Regions from separate parts of the Mus musculus genome. Here regions 1, 2, 4, 5 and 6 are each linked to region 3. Evidence: chromatin contacts called from public HiCAR-type, HiChIP or PLAC-seq and Micro-C data. All regions are on one chromosome and are shown on one strand. Each heading gives the region's core, a stretch centred on a gene start, on an enhancer-like site or on the middle of the called end of the contact. The rest is flanking DNA. Distances are from core to core; before and after follow the strand shown. Region 1 holds the start of Zfp157 (zinc finger protein 157). Region 2 overlaps Prkar1b (protein kinase, cAMP dependent regulatory, type I beta). Region 3 holds the start of Fam20c (family with sequence similarity 20, member C). Region 4 overlaps Prkar1b (protein kinase, cAMP dependent regulatory, type I beta). Region 5 holds the start of Prkar1b (protein kinase, cAMP dependent regulatory, type I beta). Region 6 has its middle 20 kb from the start of Pdgfa.

Region 1 (2,700 bases), core at 73-2,572, 310 kb after region 3:
TAAAACTATGTCTAAAATAAATAAATAAATAAGCAAACAAACTGTAAAAAAATTAGGAAGCTAAAAAACACATAAATAAAAATCTGTAAATGAAGTGAAATTGTGAAGAACAGGAAGAGGCTCACAAGGCCCCATTTCTCCTTGAGGATGTATAGGCAGTTAATGGTTGCATAGGGAGAGGCTCAGGAGAGCCTCTTTATTCCGTAGTATAGTAGTATAGACAATGGTGGGGCCCATGCTCCTGTAACTAACCTTCTTCCTATGTAGAAGTCGGGGGGGTCATTTAAAAAAAAAAAAAAAACTAATACTAAGGGGAAGTACTGGAAAAGAGGAAGAGAATCTGAGGGAGTAGGAAAAGGACCGGGAGGATAACAGAGGTTAGGTAGAAGAAAATACAACATTACACATAGATATAAGATGTAATGAAATGAAAGTCACTACGGTGTACCATTAATATATAAATGCTAAAATCGTGAAAGGAAAAAAAAAAGGACAAGTAACTAACTGGCTTAGGGCAGAGCACTACCTTGCATAAATGAATTCCTAGACTCCATCCCTAGAAATAGAGAGCCAGAGGCAGAAGACAGAGGGAGAGTGAAGGAAACAGCAGAGAGGAGAAGAAGTACCTACTCCGGGTCACTCAGGGACTCCCGGGACTTGAAGGACCGGGCTCATGAACAAAACGTGATGGGCTGAGATGGGTTGAGAGGTGAGGAAGTGGGCGGGGAAGGTCATGCTCACGGGCTTCCATAGAGGTTCTGAGATAGAAACATCACAAGATTGTGACTTGAGAAGCCAGGGACAAACGTGGAGATGCAAGATGAAGAGACGGGGCGGGGCGCCGGCTGCAGAAAAATCCTGGGGAGGCCGATGGCCTTGAGGGCCCAGAGACCAAGAAGGCAGCAATCCCCCATGCTGGTCAAAGTCCTACCAGATCTGGAGGCGGCCGACAAACTCCCGGCCGCGCTTGGGCAGTCATAAGTCCCGCAGTCCCGGTGTCCCCACCTAGGAGGCATCCATAGCAGCCCTGGTCATGGGAATCACGCGGACGCGACAAGACCCCCGAGCTGCAGCAGCCAGCTCAGCCTGGCCACAGCGCAGGCAGCAGGGGCACAAGCGACCCCGATGCGGGACGCGGGGCTAGGGGCCTTGTCGTGGGTAAACGCACCATTTCGGGACTCAGGTGAGCGCCCCGCCTCGCGCTGGGTGTCCAGGTACCAGCGAGTCACACGGCGACAGACACTAGGTGCAATCCAGAACACAGAGCTGGGAGAAGAAAGCGGCCACAGATGCCAAGATGGCGGGGTCAGCAACAACGTACGCAAGGCCCGCCTCCTCCCTTCCGACCGTGTGTCTGATTGGGTAGCCTTCAGTCTATTGTGTCTGATAGGGTAGCGCTTCAGGTCCACCCTGAGTGACAGTTCACGCTTCAACCCAGGGGTGGATGAAGCCAGAATTGACAAGGCCTTGCTTTCATGGGTAAATTAAGGCAGGGCTTCCTGTGACAGAACCTCCTTCCTTTTTGTTTTCACTTAACCTTGTAAATAAAGTATCTGAAAATGTGTGAATTGTATATAAATCTATATACATTGTTCGTGCCCTATGTATTCCAAGAACAAATTTAAGTATTCACTTAAAACAATCAAAACAAACATTTGGATTTGATTTTAAAAACTACCATTTAGGAAACCAATGCTGCTATGGATGCTTTTCATTGTTTACCTTAAGAAATATTTGAAAACATGTATAATGCATCCCACATACATGCAAAATATTTCCATTCCTTGGTCTTTAATCCCAGCACAAACAGAGGCCTACTGGTTTCTTTCTTTCTTTCTTTCTTTCTTTCTTTCTTTCTTTCTTTCTTTCTTTCTTTCTTTTTTTTTTTTTTCTATTTCCAACATAAACAATAATCAAATCTCTGTTATTAGGTCACCTTCCCAAGAAAGCTAGGGACATTCATACAGATGTGTATGCAAGGAATACATTTTCTCTTGTAACAATGTAGCCGAACAAGGGATCATGTCTTGAATTTGTTCTTTGATTTTAGCTAGGCAAAGCCTCACAGCATACATGGATATCATGCATAGTTCAGGCATCACAAACCATAGAACTTGTGATTGTAACTTCTGACATCATAGCAAAGGTTTCCAGTGGAATAAAGAACCAGTGAAATCAGAGTCCAGGATCTAGAACCCAGGCATTAATACGGTTAAAATGCTTTCCAGAGTAATTCAGTATGACTCCAGTCCCCCAAGACAATAGCTGTCAAGGATTACTTCGTAGTGGTTTCTTAAATTCCTTACTAATTATTTTTGAACAAACTTCTATTCTCCCCAGATTGAACAAAAGCAACAGAACAAAAAAAAAAAATCAGATTCATTCAAGCATAGCTTGGTATATTATCTCAGTCAGTGTTCTTTTGCTGTGAAGAGACACCATAACCAAGGCAATGGCTTTTAAAAAAGAAAGCATTTAACGGGGGCTTGCTTACAGTTTCGGCCATTTAGTCTATGACTCTCAAGGTAAGGAGCATGGTGGCACACAGACAGAAATGTGCTGGAGAAGTAGCTGAGAGTTCTACATCCAGATCTGCAGACAGCAGGGAGAGAGACACTGGGTCTGTCTTGGGCTCTGAAATCTCAAAGCTCATTGCTAGTGGCACACTTCTTCCAGCAAGGGTACATCTACCCCCAACAA
Region 2 (2,700 bases), core at 96-2,595, 310 kb before region 3:
ATGCCCCCAGCCCCTCCCTGGGGGAGTCTAGGCAGGAGCTTCAGTGCTGAGCCACACCCTGCCCCCAGCCTTATTTCAATTGTCTTATTCAAGATCAAGAAAGCATTTCGTCTAAATGATAGTATAAGACTATAAAAGCCCAGTTTGGAAAGAGAGCTGTGTCTGGCAGGTGCAGGCCCAGTGGGGTTCTTTTTTTGCTTTCACAGAGCGTCTGCGTGGAAAGCAGCCTAAGATGTTCTCTTTGACTAGCAAGCTAGTTTAGCCTGCAAACTCTGGGGGCTTACAGTGGATGTTCGCGATTACCACATGGGCAGTAGCTTCCATGTTTGTAGACCCTAGAGGTACTGATGTGACATGGGGTGACTGTCAGCTTTTGTGCCAGCATGCACCCAAGCTTCACCAAGGGACTGTCAGAACAAAGAGCTCACGTGTTTATAGAGCATCCCCTACTCTCCCACACTCTCACTGTAATGTTAGAAGCATGCCCTCTAGAGACCCCTCCTCATGCTTTCAGCTGGCCCTCCCTCCTTCTACCTCCATGGCCACCCCTGCCCAAGCCCCCCCCCTCCGCCCCCCAGAGTTCTCTGATTGGGATGGCACTTATGTCCCCTTGTCTGGCTCCTGTTGTCAGAACATGTTTCCCTGAGCTCGGGGTCTGTTTTCTATCCAAATCCTCTATGTCTTTGTCCCTTCTGACATAGGGAGCCCATGGTTACTTTCTTACATCCTCCTCCCAAGCAGTGTGATGACACTGATCTCTGAGTCAGTCTGGGACCTCCTCTTGCCTGCGGGAGTCTGACCTACTGATGGACTGCCCCTGGGCCTGGGCTGGTATCGTCCTGATGGGTGTCCCCTCACTTGCTCTTGCTGTCACTCTGAGTATCTGCTTCTCCTTTAGTGTTGTAATCTATGTCAGCTCTTCGGGGTGGTATCAGCAGGTGTGCCACATGCCCTGCCCTGATCAATTGCTTATTTGGGGCTACTTTCTGTGATCCATTTCTTGAATTCTGTCTCTAGATGGAACAGAGGGCAGGGACAGAGTCTGCCCAGGACATTTCAGGGTCCTCAGCGTTGTGGGTCAGTTCCTAGGCCAGCCCCAGGGTCATTGCTGGGCTGTGGCTCAGCTTAGCCTCACCTTCTAATTAGCCATAGCTTATGCTCCACCTGTCCGAGGGGACTTGCTGTGCCCTCCTTGCCTCGGAGGTGTCTCGACCACACCCTGCCTGGTGCCCTGGGGTTAGGTGAGCTATTTTGGGCCTGGCCTCTGCTCCTAAGTCTATGTCCAGCCAGGCTATTTCTGGGAAAATCCTTTTCTGATTTCCCCAGCAGCCCAACTTTGTCCCACAATGCATTTCTGGGAACCGCACTGGCCCACCTGCTTCCGGAGACACCACATAGGAAGTGAGTCACTCAGGCGTCCCGAGTGGGGCACACGCAAAGCTGACCCCGTGAATCTGACAGCTCAACCCCTGGTCTGGGTCTCAGGGGAGGCAGGGCCTCCTGTCTCCCCAAACAAGGAAACTGAGTTGGGAGGTCGTGATCCCTTGGGCTACTCACTCAAGAGGAAGCATGAGGCAGACGATTAAAAAGAGGTTCTGATGTTAGTTAGGCTCTGCTGTGCCCTAGCTTCAGGTTAAAACAAACATCCATGAAGAACCCAGCTCAGAAAACAACTTGGTTACTGGCCTATGGTAGGGAGGGGAGAAGGCCTTTGCCCCTAGTAGCTTGTATAAGTGGGTCCCAAGGACCGCTGCTCTCTCTGTTGGAAGTTGCTTTGATGGATTGATATTGGTGGGAGGCATGGGTAACTCATTTTTAATTTTTGCTTTATGGTTGTTTGGGGGTTTTTGTTGTTGTTTGTTTTTTTGTTTTTAAAGATGGGGGTTGCCAGGTCGTAGTGGCACATGCCTTTAATCCTAGCACTTGTAGGCAAAGGCAGGCAGATCTCTGAGTTCAAGGTCAGTCTAGTCTACAGAGTGAGTTCCAGTCAGGGCTCCACAGAGAAACCCAAAATAAAATAAAATAAAATAAAATAAAATAAAATAAAATAAAATAAAAAATAAGGTCTCATGTAGCTCAGGCTAGCCTAAACTCATTATGTAGCCAAGGATGATCCTTAACTGTCAAGCCTCCTGCCTCCATCTCCTGAGACTTGAGATGACAGCATTGGTTTATACCATGCTGGGAATGTAATCTGGGGTTTCTTGCAGGTCAGGCAAATATTCTACCAAACCCCCATAGTTTGTACCCATAGCTCCTCTCCCAAGCTGTGAGCCTGGGTTGTTGCCCATTCCTGGCCCTAAACCCACCGCTCATTGCTCTGTCTTCTCCTTCCAGCCTGCTAACTCTTGATCTCCAGTGGCATTGCCAGCTCCCATTGGACCCCTGGGAATAGTCAACACGGATCTGCCCTGGGGGTGCTGTGGTCACTTCATGGGGTGGATGATGGGCGATCAACAGGAAATTAGTGACCAGCAGCTTACACCTCAGGGCTGGGCTTCCCCGGAATTCTCTGCTCGTAGCTTTGCTCCTCTGCCTTGCAAACTCTTATTCATCCTTCAATACCCTCCAGGCCCTGCTCCTCTTGTCTGCAGTGGAGTGTTGATAAATGCTGACCTTAGTGACAACAGAAGACTAGACACTCCCACTGCCGTAACCTGGGAGCTCATGTGGCTTCTGATCTGGGCCCATCCTTTCCTT
Region 3 (2,700 bases), core at 78-2,577:
GTGAAGACAAAGGCAAGAGGCACATCTGCCCCGCCCACCAGGGATCCCTACCAGCCTCTTCTAAGGGTCCCCCAAAGGTACACAAAATGCCTGGCGTGTGAAATAGCTTTCTAGTGGGGTGTCTTTATTCCCGAAGGGTCGGACGCGCTAGCCCCACCCCAAACCTCCTCTTCTCTGCTCACCAGTCAGGATTCTCTGCTGCCTTGGGGTTAAACCTGATGTCGCTGTTCACATTAAACAGGACGTCGTCCTCTGTCAGAGGAGGCACAGCCCCCTGGTAGAGAGGGTGCTCAAACAACTTGGCTAAGAGCGATCCGTCCCCGCTGGGGCCAGGGGGCGGTACCCGCGGTCGGGGCCCCGGGTCTCGAAGCAGCGGCCGATGCGCTGGGTCACGGGGTGGCGGGGAACGGGGCTCCTGACCCCGCGGAGCGTGATCCACCGGCTCTGCTGCAGAAGGCAGCTTCTCCAAGGAGTGGGAGGTTAGGTTAGAGGCTGGATCTGAGCTGAAGTCTTGCAGGATGCGCAGTGTGTGTTTGTTGGGCCAGCCTGCGTCGCCACCGGCGGACTCCCCCGGTCTGCTCCTTGCCTGGGCCCAGCCTGGACCAGCTGCCTCTGCTGCCGGCTGAGCGCAGGAGCAACCGGGCTCCCCGGAGGATCGCGTGGCGCGTCGGTCCAGCTTGGGTAGCAGGTCAACAGCAATGTGCAAAGCGCAAGCCAGTAGGAATACTACCAGGATGAGCACGCGAAACCTGCGCACCAGTATCATCTTCATGGCCGCGCAGGCCAGCGGGCTGGGGGGTTCGGGACGCGCGCTCCACCGGTGCCCCTCAGCTTGGCACCAAGCCCGCAACGACCCGCGGGTCAAGGTCCATTCAGTGTACTAGCAGCTAGCAGCTCGGGGGCTGTCCCCAGACTTGGACGTCGTGAAGGACAACCGCCACCAAAGCACCAGCTCTCCAGGCCATTTCGGGGGGCGGCCAGCGGCCCTCGTCGGTGGAGCGGGTGGCAGTGGTGACAGGGAACGCAGGGGCGTACGAGGGTCTCCGGGACGGCGACCACACTCAGCGGGCGTGTAAGCAGAAGGCGCGGCTGTTCATCCCGTCCAAGGCGCGACAGATCCGATCCAGAGCGCGGTGCTCCCGCTGGGCCATGCCGGGTCCTGGGCAGGCGACAAAGCGGCTCCTCTGTTCTGTCAGGCTGAGGCTGGGAGACCGGGCTGGAGAGACAGAGGCGAGAAGGGGAGCGCGAGGGGGCGCGCAGGGAGAGGCGACGATCTGGCAGGTGCAGCAGGCCGACCCGGAGCGCAGCGCCCGCACCGCCTAGCTCCAGGCGCCCCGCGCCCGGCCCGCTGATATCCGAGCGCGCCGGAGCCGCCCCCCGCGTCAGCGCCCGCAGATTGGCGGAGCCGTGGCCCCGCGAGGCCCGGCCGGCCCGGCGCTAGCCCGCGCTCCCCTCTCTCCTCCCCCTTGGCCGCGCCCCGCGGTGTCGCCGCGCCTCCTCCGCGCTGAGCCGGGAGCCAGAGAGGCCCGGCTGGGAACCCGCAGGCAGCGGTGGCTTCGGCCCTGTGCGCGCGGCTCTCGGCCTGGTAGCCTGCGTCCCTGAAGCTCCACGCGCCGCCAGTTGCAGCCGCACAGCTCCTCCCCGGCGAGTGGAGGCCAGAAAACAGGCCAAGTCCCTCCCCGAAGCCCGCGGGGCGTCTGCGCGGCCGGACAAGCTCCTCTCCGGGCGGTGTCCTGGCACCTCGGGTACCCGCAGCCCACTAGGTGGAGGACGAAGAGACGACGTTGCCACGCGGCGGAGAGAACGGCGGAGGAGCGCGTTGGGCCCCCGATCCGATGGGACTCCAGAAGCTCGGCAAGGCTGCCGGGCCCACCCCACCCCAGGGGACACGCCTGCGCCTTAACCCTGGCGGCGCCGCGCGGAGCCTGGCTGAGTGGCGCGGATGCGCGGGCGGTGGGCGGGGCGCGTCTCGCTGCCTGCCCTCTGGGATGCTAAATCGGGGTGCACAGTAAAAAGAGATCTGCTTTCACCACGTGGCTTCATTTGTGGCCACAGGGCTTCTGGATCCCCAACCCCTAGTAGGAAGTAGGAATCTCTGGGAATTTCTGCTAAAATTCTGGGAAGGTAAGCGTGAGAGGGTCAGCCACAGATCCACAAGCTGAGCAGACCTCAGGGCTTCAAGCACCTGCAGATTTCCACAGCAGCCCAAGCCAACTGCTGTGTAAGGGACTGAGGGGCGGAGTCTGTGCTCTACGGAGCCCCTCTTTGTCATGCTCTCTTGGCTGTGCTCCCCGGCCCTGGAATGCTCTCAGCTCGAGTTCTCTATGAATCAAGTGCACAACTCATGTTCTTTCTGAAGATTCAGCGACAAGTCTGTGTTAGTTGACGTTCAGTAGACACCCACTAGCTGCTTGTTAGGGACGAAGAGAGTCGCAGCCAGCTAGCTGGTCAGCAAAGGTGCCTCCTAGGCCTTTAGAAAGGAAGAGAGGGTGGAGTTCCACACTCCTGTAACAGGAGCTGATGCCTGTGTTGGGCAGCATAGTGGAAACCCAAGAGTGCAGTGGGTGGGGTCTTAATAGAGGTGCACTCCCCAAGAAGGTATGGCTTACATCATGAAAACTGAGGCATTCTGCATTCATCCGGCCCTCCCACTCACACAGACAATGAGTTTGTGTGTGGAGATGGTGGGCCTGAGGTGGG
Region 4 (2,700 bases), core at 18-2,517, 340 kb before region 3:
GCAGAGCCAGCATCCTAGCCTGTCGTGTCTCCATGATGACAGGTCATGTCATCTTCTCTCTACCACCTGCATAGGGATGAGAACACTGAGCATTCTGGATATGTGCAGCCAAGAGAGCTGGCTCCTGCTGCTGGGAGCATCCTCAGAACACTCAGTATGTGGGGGTCCTTGTGTCCTGAGGTGACTTCCATGTGCCCTGGTGGGTGATGGGGTCCTGAGCTAGATAATGGTGCAAGCACACTTGTGTATATGATCACTTAGATACAACTTCGGGTGTGTTAAAATGTCTTTGGAGAGAGTTGTGTACATTGTGACTGTGATGACATTCTCTGGGCTTCAATGTCAAGTGAGGGTAAGAAGACCTACTATACAGCAAAGCCCATATGTGTATGATTGTTAGAGTCATCACCATCAGCATTAGTATCACCATCTCTCCATTGCACTCCATTAATACGGTCCTCACCATCATCCCACCATCACCATCATCCCCACCATCCCCTTCATCCCCTTCATCCCCACCATCTCCTTCATTCCCCACCATCCCCTTCATTCCCCATTACCATTGCCAGCATCAGCACAGTTACCAGCACCACCATCTCTAAATTTGTAAATTATAATTAAGTGAATCTATGTAAGTATGGGCATGGGTACATGAGAGTGCCTGTGGAAGTCGGAGTCATTGGATCCTCGTAAGCTGGAGTCAGAGGCAATTGTGAGCCCCACAACATGGGTTTGGGGAGTAGAACTCTTGTCCTCTGTAAGAGCAGTGTTTGTTCTTTTTTGTTGCTGTGTTGTTTTTTTTTTTTTTGAAACAGGGTTTCTTTGTATAGCCCTCCCTGTCCTGGAATTAGCTCTATAGATCAGACTCAGAGATCTGCCTGCCTCTTTTAACATACCAAGTGCTGAGATTAAAGGTGTGCACCACTGTGCCTGGCTTCAGTATTTACCCTTAACAGCTAAGCCATCATCTCTCCAGCCCCATCGTTGCCACTGTCACTTGTCACCATAATTGCCATCATCATGACACTTCCATCTATTCTTCCCTCTGTCCTTTGGCTGGGTGGCCAGGCAGCAACTATCAGTGGGCTTCTCCCTATCTCTTCTCTTCATTCCTCAGAGACTGGACCTGCTGCCAAATGCACTTGCACACAGTCCCCCACTGTGACTCAGCACTTAGGAAGTGCCAGTGTCACCATGAGACCACTTCAGGAGAGCCTCAGTTAGTTGGCAGGCTGCTGTGGACTTTGAGACACCCACGCTCAGAAGGAAGGTCTCCAGAGGCTGTTCTATACAAAAGAGCTCCCCAGGGCCCAGTCTAGGGAAGGCTTTTGTCCCTGGTTCTGGAACTAGCATCAAGTGTCCAAGTTGGGGGTTGAACCAGGTTGTCACTTCCCCACCACCTGCCCCTTCATGACCCCTCTGTGCAGAGTCAACATGCTCTTGGCAAGTACCCCAGGTGGCAGCAAGTATGCCCTTCTGGTTAGTGTCTCCATCAGAGGCCAGCAGGCCCTCACCCCTCCCACTGAAGCAGGGCAGTTACTGCTTGGCTAGAGTCCCAGCATCCTCAAAATACAGCTCCCAGGGCACTCAGAAGCCCTGGGATGCTCTGGGAAGGAGGTGGAGACTCTTGGGGCTCCATCCTTTTCCTTCCCAGGTGTTTGATGGGTGCCCCAAGAGGGCGCATGACTGAGCCCTAGGGGCCAAGCAGTGTGGTAATTAGGAAGCATTGCGTGTTTGCGGCATGTGTTGGGCCCTCGGCTGGGGGCCTCATTACCTGAGCCAACAGAAGGGCTGCCAGGTGCATCACCCAGTAGCTGGGTTCTCTGCTGCTCTAATTAAAATCTCCCGGCCTCTGGCCTGAGCCTGGCTCCCACAGCTGTCTCCTGTTATCTGTGTGGTCTCACTTCCTCCCACCCGCCTATCTCTGCAGCTTGTTTTTGCACAAATTGGCTCTGGGCCTCAGGTGATGGGAAAAACACGCTGTCTGCCGAGTCATATGCAGCCAGGGGAGCTGGCTCCCGCTGCTGGGCGCATTCTCGGCCCCCTTCCTTCTCTCCAGCCTGGCAAGGGCTTTGAGGCTCTGTGCTTCCCTTCCAGGCAGTGTTGAAAAACAAAATTAGCATTTTTGTAAAAATACGAAGCCTCATTTTGAAGAGAAGCTTAATGGCCTACAGAATCAGATTCGGTTTTCTTCTTCATGAAGTCAGGTTTGCCCTGGGCTAAGGTTAGCGAGTCTTTGGCTGTATCCAGGGACTTGGATAAGAAATGGAATCTGAAGTTGGAAACTTGCCTTAATGATACTAGCTCCATGTTCTATCATCTTTTCTCTCTCTCTCTCTTCCATTCTCCCTCCCTGCCTCCCTTCCTTCCTTTTTTTCTTATTTGGAAGCACGGGGAATTGAACCTAGGGCCTTGTACATGTTAGATGAGTACTCTACTGCTGAGCCATACTCTGGCCTCTCACTGGGGGATTCTAGGCAGGTGTGAGGAATATAACTTTTCCTTGTTTAATTTTAATTTTGAGACAAGTTCTTGCCAAGTACGGGAGGTAGGCTCTGTAGTCTGTTGGCAGACTTAAGCTTTCCATTCTGCTGTCCCAGATAGCTGGGCTGAGAGGCCTGAACCCCATGGCCCTGTAAAGGGTGTTCATTATCTTGAAGGGCCTCCTAGCATCTCTCCTGAGGCTGGACTGTTCATGTT
Region 5 (2,700 bases), core at 33-2,532, 370 kb before region 3:
AACAGGGTTTCTCTGTATAGCCCTGGCTGTCCTGGAACTCACTCTGTAGACCAGGCTGACCTTGAACTCAGAAATATGCCTGCCTCTGCCTCCCAAGTGCTGGGATTAAAGGCATGCACCACCATGCCCGGCTGAGCAGTGTCTTTTTTTTATTTTATTTTATTATTTTTGTTTATTTTATCATATACTTGTTTTGTTTTATTATTAATTTCATTCTAGATTTGATTTTATTCGAGACAGAACCTCATGTAGCCTAGGCTGGCCTCAAACTTGCTATTGTAGGCAAACATACAATACAGACAATGCGCTGCTCCTGTTGCTACACCCCACGTGCTGGGATCACTGGTGTGTGCTGCCATGTTGGTGCATTGCTGGTGATGGGACCCTGAGCTCCTGCATGCTAGGCAAGCACGATATCAACTGAGCCCTGTTCCAAAGCAGCAAGTCCTTTTACAGCAGTTTTCCTTCACATTGGCAGGAAGAGGTGTGGGCCACCGCCAGCCCTGCCTGCTGAGAGCACAGGCCAGGTTGGTGGCCATGTGGAGACATGTGTGTCAGGAGGAGGAGGGCTGGTGAATGTGGCAAGAGGTATCAGGCAGCTGGGCAATGGGGTACCCCTGAACGATAGGGAATGTGGGCAGGTGAGTGGAGGAACAAATTCAGGGAGCTGGTCAGTGTAGATAGACGAGTGGGGAGCTGGTGAATGGAAGAACAGATTGGGGAACAGGGTGTGAGCACAGGTGAGTCAGGACAGGTGAGTGGGGGGAATACGTGGTGGACTGGAGAATATAGACAGGCCAGAAGATTGGAGATGTCTTCTCCAGCACCTTTGAGTCTCATCCTTCCTCCTGCAGCTCAGATCACTGGGAGAAGATGGACTCTGTTTCCACAGGAGCAGATGGCGCAGGACAGGATGCGTGCGTGGTGGCTAATTTTTGCTACAGGCCTCGGCTTTAGAGTGGGCAGGCACTGAATGAGACTCAGAATGACAGCTCAGACAGAGCACGGTGCCACTGTGCCCTGAGCAGAGAGAGCATCTAGGCCCGGAAGGAGCGGCGCCAGCCAGGTCGGGCTAGCTTAGGAAGAGAGGAATGGGGTGGTAGGAGGTCCGGGTGGCAGGACCTGTGTGTGTGCGGGGACGCGGGGCCTGCGCGACAGAGCTCTGGTGTGTCCCTGGCATTCAGAGACAGCTGTGGGGCGGTCCCTGGGGAGGACAGCGGTCGGTGGGCGACCCGCGCGGGCGCGGTGCGCGGGGCCTGGCGGCCGGCGGCGACGCGCAGCGGGGGCGGGCGGAGGGCGGCGCCGCTGCAGTGCGGGGACCCGCTCGCCGTCCCCGCGTCCCCGCGTCCTCGCGCAGCCTCCTCCGGCCTCGGGCACCGCGCATCTACAGGTACGCAGGCTGGGGTGGGGTCTGTGTAGGGACCCGGCCCTATCTGGAGCTGGGTGTCAGCGGGAACTGGGGTGGGGTGGGGGACTCACGGGGACACGAGGGATTTGGGGAGGGGCGCAATCAGCCCCGCGGGGCTACGCGGGTGGAGGCGGGGGTGGGGTGGGGGGAGAACTGTTGGCGTCCAAGGTGGTACCAGGCCTTTGTAAAAGCTCTCAGGACAGGGTTGGGTTGGTCCCCTGTACCCACCAGGGTCTGGAGGCGCCTTGCACTCACCACCATCTGGGGGCGTCCCCAACTCTCCTCTGGTGGGCCCAGGGTTTGGGGACCGAGTCACGGTATGTGTGTGTGTGTGTGTGATTCCCCATCCTTCTGAGGCTAGGTGTACCTCCTCGTCCTCATCCGCCATGGGGTCCCCTCAACCCCAAGGCCTCTAGGCTGGATGATTCCAATCAGTGTGGGGCGGGGCGATGACCTGGACGTTGTGACTCAACACTGCGCAGGACACTCACTAGAGCCTTCTAGAGCCTTCGGGCCTCTGTTACTGTCTTCCAAGCCCCCCACCCCCACCCCTCAGCTCACTTCCATTGTTTTCTTTACCCTCTTTGCCTTTCTCATGAAACAAGCCACCCCAATCCTTTGACAGCACCCCCCTCGCGCCCCACCCACCCGCGCTGGGGCCTTAGATCGTGACAACATCAACCTTAAAAGGGGGGAGAGTGTGGATGAAAAAAAAAATGAAGCATCATGGTTTGCATAGTGGGGGCGCCAAACACCCAACTTATTCCACCTGAAATTTCTCAGAAATGGAGAGAGAACCGTATGCAAATCATACTTGATCTCTTTCATCCCTGAAGGAACCTGTTCCGAAGTAAGGAAGGCGTTTGAGCCTTTGAGTGATGAACTAACTCATCAGAGAAAACCCTTTGACAAACGTGACTTCTGGCGTTATACACACTGGAGTTAATCATTAACAATAAACCTTACATGCTGGGAGGCCCTCTTCCACTGATGTACAGCCCTATGTTATTTTTTTAATTAAATGTTTTGTGTGCATGCGTCTCTCTCTCTCTCTCTCTCTCTCTCTCTCTCTCTCTCTCTCTCTGTGTGTGTGTGTGTGTGTGTGTGTGTGTGTGTGTGTGTGTAGAAGGCCAGTGGTTGGTCTTGGGTGCATTCCTTGACCACTTTCCACCTTATACAGTGAGGCACAGTTTCTCCCTGAACTCATAGCTCACCGATTCAGATAGTCTAGCTAGCTAGCTTGCCCCAAGGACCCTGGCTTCACTTCCCTCACCCTGGGACTGTAGGCCACC
Region 6 (2,700 bases), core at 81-2,580, 260 kb before region 3:
GCACACACCTTTAATCCCAGCACTTGGAAGGCAGAGACAAGTGGATTTCTGAGTTCGAGGTCAGCCTGGTCTACAGAGTGAGTTCCAGGACAGCCAAGGCTACAACAGAGAAACCCTGTCTTGAAAAAAAAAAAAAAAAGAAGAAGAAAGAAAAGAAAAAAGAATCCCCCAGTGAGCGGCTGGAGTGTGGTTCAGTGGTAGAGTCTATGCCTAGAATCCCCTAGTGAGGGGCAGGGGACATGGCTCTGTGGTAGAATAGCTGCCAAGCATGTGCCTTATGTGGGCTCAATATCCTTGTAGAAGCAAGCAAATAAAGTCAAAATGGCAAGTGTTTTGTTACTATCTGCATGCACAGTATATTGAAGCTATCACTACACCCTTCTACAGATGGTCATCTTCCTACTCCAAATTGCACACATTAGATATGAACTCCCCATCCCCACCCCTACTCTTCTACTTTCTGTAACTCCATATATCCAAACCAAAGTCTATAATATCTTCCCCTCTTCTTCTCCCTTTCCCTTTCCCTCTCCCTCTCCCCCTCCCCTCATTCTCTCTCTCTCTCTCTCTCTCTCTCTCTCTCTCTCTCTCTCTCTCTCTCTCTCTCTCTCTCTCTCTCATCTATCAATTTTGAGACAAAGTCTCACTATAGCGCTCTTACTGGTGTCCAGCTCATGAAATCCTCCTGCTTCAGTTCAACTAGTTTCATTTCTACATTGTCAGTGCAAATGGAGGGCTGTGTTGGCCAGACCTCTGTTTGTTAGAGGTGTCCTAGGCATAGTCAAATAGATAGGGCCCAGCCCCAGCCTCATACCCATGTCTGATACCCTACTGACTAAACCTTGAGAGGGAAGAGATTGGCTGGTGCCACTGGGCAAATTTCTTATGGGTACAAGTGGGAACTGGGATAGAGAACACATCTCCATTTCATTATGGTCTCTGTCCTTTGCCAGCTGTGGTGGGCAGTTTGCTTGCCTTGAGAGCAGGGCAGATTATGGGAGCCTTCCATCATCGAATTATTATTCTCCTCAGCTCACTTTTCACCTATCCATGAATTCACACGAGTTCACTTTTCATTCACCCTTGGTTCTTTCCCACATCCCAAGCCCTTTCTATGAGTCCTCAGCCATAAGCCACCTTCCCTGCCAAAACCATTTCCTTGAGGCCCGGGTTTTCTGACTATGAAGACAGAAGTCTGTTGTGGCTGGGTGCCAGCAGGTGGGGCTCAGCCCTGCTGGTCTGATGGCCTTGGCTGGCCCTTCCAGACAGTGGACAGTACTGACCTTGGCTGGCCATTTCAGTCCATGGACAGTCCCAGCCTCACTCCCCCAGTTCCGCTGAATCAGCTGGGCTGGCGGGTGACTCATGTTGAGGTCAGGCCCCCTGGCTGTATTCTGGGGAGACAAGCAGCAGCCTCCTGCAAGACTGGGGCTGGGTGACTTCACATCCAGAGTACCCTGGTCCTAGCTTTAGATTTAGTGTCCCCTTCTGCTCCCCCCACCCCTACTTTCAGTTAGTTTACTTCCTCTGAGATCAGCTGGCCCTGGTCCTGCCAGGAAGTCTTCATTGACCCAGCCTGGCTGCTTTCTAGCTGCACTTGCCTCTGTGATGTCACCACATTGGGAAGCTGGTGCCTGAGGCCTCCTCCACCATCTCCAGCTCCAGTTGGTTGGTAATGATCCTGCTTCATCCTGTCTGTGTCCTGTCTGTGCCCATAGACTAAGAGGCTAGTATGGGTAACAGTGTTATACTGTCTTTAAAAATTAAAGTAAAAATAAAAACAAATGTAAGCTGGGAGTGGTGGTGTATGTCTTTAATCCTAGCACTCAGGAGGCCAAGGCAGGGGGATCTCTGTGAGTATGAGGCCAGCTTGGTCTACAAAGCAAATTCCAGGACAGCCAGGGTTACCTACATAGTGAGATACTGTCTCAAAAACAAAAACAAACAAAAAAATCCCATACAAATGTATATGCACGCGCGTGTGGGCGCATGTGTGTGCATACACCTCCTCCAACCATGTCCCCCTTTTTACTAGGCTAGCTGGCCATCAAGTCCCTGGAACCTCCCTATTTCTGCTGCCCAGTGCTAGGATCACAGCTACACAGTGCCACACCTGGCTTTTTGCATGGGTGCTGGGGACTAACTTGGGTTCTCGTGTCTGTGCATCAAGCACTTTACCCAATGAACCACCTCCCCAACACCATTGCTCTTGTTTGAGATAGAATCTCTCACTGGTCTGGAATTTGTCAAGTAGGCTAGGTTGGCTGGCTGGCCATGGAGGCCCAGGTATCTTCCACTTTTCTAGCACTGGGATTACATTTATGCCCCAACATGGCTTCTCCCTCCCTCCCCCCTTTTCCTTCTTTAGCAGTGCCACTGTGTAGTCTAGACTTGAGATCCTCCCCTCTCAGCCTCCCAGGTGTTGGGATTGCAGATGTGTGATATCAAGCCTTGCTCCTAGTTTTTATTATCTGTTTGGCAAAAGGCAAGTTGCTTAACTTCTCAGAGCTTCGATGATCTCACCATGAACGGGGAGGAGTATTTGCCTCGAAGGCCTGGTTTTAGCAGGGCATGGGATTGTGGATAAGGTGTGTTAACTCAGCAAAAGAAGCTCACAGGCTCAAAGTTATCATGGCATAGAACATCACATCTGATCATGCATAATGACAAGCACATCAGCTGTAGTACCCACAGTTGGTA

What was found. A called contact is a pair of places that touch in the nucleus more often than the background predicts. HiCAR-type assays count read pairs that join an accessible place to other places. HiChIP or PLAC-seq counts read pairs in DNA pulled down with a chosen protein or histone mark.
Region 1: a contact with region 3 is called in a Micro-C map of embryonic stem cells, with 2.7 times the contacts expected there. The contact joins the promoter of Zfp157 here to the promoter of Fam20c in region 3. A contact is called at or near these places in 4 of 39 promoter capture datasets (the 3T3-L1 cell line, hippocampal neurons, liver and 1 more), 2 of 484 Hi-C or Micro-C datasets (embryonic stem cells and neural progenitor cells), 3 of 115 datasets of contacts at active chromatin or transcription factors (astrocytes, bone marrow-derived dendritic cells and bone marrow-derived macrophages) and 1 of 9 other capture datasets (pancreatic islet).
Region 2: an H3K4me3 HiChIP or PLAC-seq map of bone marrow-derived macrophages shows a contact between it and region 3, with 2.9 times the contacts expected there. The contact joins the enhancer-like site here to the promoter of Fam20c in region 3. A contact is called at or near these places in 2 of 39 promoter capture datasets (frontonasal cranial neural crest and liver) and 3 of 115 datasets of contacts at active chromatin or transcription factors (astrocytes, bone marrow-derived macrophages and embryonic stem cells).
Region 4: a HiCAR-type map of astrocytes shows a contact between it and region 3, with 2.4 times the contacts expected there. The contact joins the enhancer-like site here to the promoter of Fam20c in region 3. A contact is called at or near these places in 9 of 39 promoter capture datasets (the 3T3-L1 cell line, HPC-7-derived erythroid cells, cranial neural crest and 5 more), 1 of 484 Hi-C or Micro-C datasets (the HL-1 cell line), 11 of 115 datasets of contacts at active chromatin or transcription factors (astrocytes, bone marrow-derived macrophages, cardiomyocytes and 4 more) and 1 of 9 other capture datasets (adipose tissue).
Region 5: an H3K4me3 HiChIP or PLAC-seq map of embryonic stem cells shows a contact between it and region 3, with 22 read pairs. The contact joins the promoter of Prkar1b here to the promoter of Fam20c in region 3. A contact is called at or near these places in 5 of 115 datasets of contacts at active chromatin or transcription factors (embryonic forebrain, embryonic stem cells and forebrain) and 4 of 9 other capture datasets (adipose tissue, embryonic stem cells, liver and 1 more).
Region 6: a contact with region 3 is called in an H3K4me3 HiChIP or PLAC-seq map of bone marrow-derived macrophages, with 2.3 times the contacts expected there. The contact joins the enhancer-like site here to the promoter of Fam20c in region 3. A contact is called at or near these places in 4 of 39 promoter capture datasets (cranial neural crest, hematopoietic stem and progenitor cells, hippocampal neurons and 1 more), 3 of 115 datasets of contacts at active chromatin or transcription factors (bone marrow-derived macrophages, embryonic stem cells and pancreatic cancer cells) and 2 of 9 other capture datasets (adipose tissue and pancreatic islet).

The regions. Positions count from the first base shown.
Region 1 is chr5:138,440,098-138,442,797 of GRCm38.p6, reverse strand. Zfp157 (zinc finger protein 157) reads right to left here and starts at 1,322. Exons shown (of 5, transcript NM_028130.3): 1 at 1,169-1,322. The coding sequence starts at 1,171.
Region 2 is chr5:139,059,381-139,062,080 of GRCm38.p6, reverse strand. The region is part of intron 6 of Prkar1b (protein kinase, cAMP dependent regulatory, type I beta); the gene reads left to right. Among named protein-coding and RNA genes, the nearest start is that of Pdgfa, 66 kb to the right of the region's middle. Within about 2 kb of position 1,345, at least 40 of the 459 cell types and tissues checked have an H3K27ac peak or open chromatin away from gene starts, as enhancers often do. A contact at or near this core is called in bone marrow-derived macrophages, where this site is marked.
Region 3 is chr5:138,753,708-138,756,407 of GRCm38.p6, reverse strand. Fam20c (family with sequence similarity 20, member C) reads right to left here and starts at 1,327. Exons shown (of 10, transcript NM_030565.6): 1 at 183-1,327. The coding sequence starts at 772.
Region 4 is chr5:139,098,383-139,101,082 of GRCm38.p6, reverse strand. The region is part of intron 4 of Prkar1b (protein kinase, cAMP dependent regulatory, type I beta); the gene reads left to right. Among named protein-coding and RNA genes, the nearest start is that of Prkar1b, 30 kb to the left of the region's middle. Within about 2 kb of position 1,267, at least 70 of the 459 cell types and tissues checked have an H3K27ac peak or open chromatin away from gene starts, as enhancers often do. A contact at or near this core is called in the HL-1 cell line, astrocytes, hippocampal neurons and 1 more, where this site is marked.
Region 5 is chr5:139,128,334-139,131,033 of GRCm38.p6, reverse strand. Prkar1b (protein kinase, cAMP dependent regulatory, type I beta) reads left to right here and starts at 1,282. Exons shown (of 11, transcript NM_008923.3): 1 at 1,282-1,390.
Region 6 is chr5:139,013,896-139,016,595 of GRCm38.p6, reverse strand. No RefSeq gene overlaps it. Among named protein-coding and RNA genes, the nearest start is that of Pdgfa, 20 kb to the right of the region's middle. Within about 2 kb of position 1,330, at least 73 of the 459 cell types and tissues checked have an H3K27ac peak or open chromatin away from gene starts, as enhancers often do. A contact at or near this core is called in adipose tissue, bone marrow-derived macrophages and pancreatic cancer cells, where this site is marked.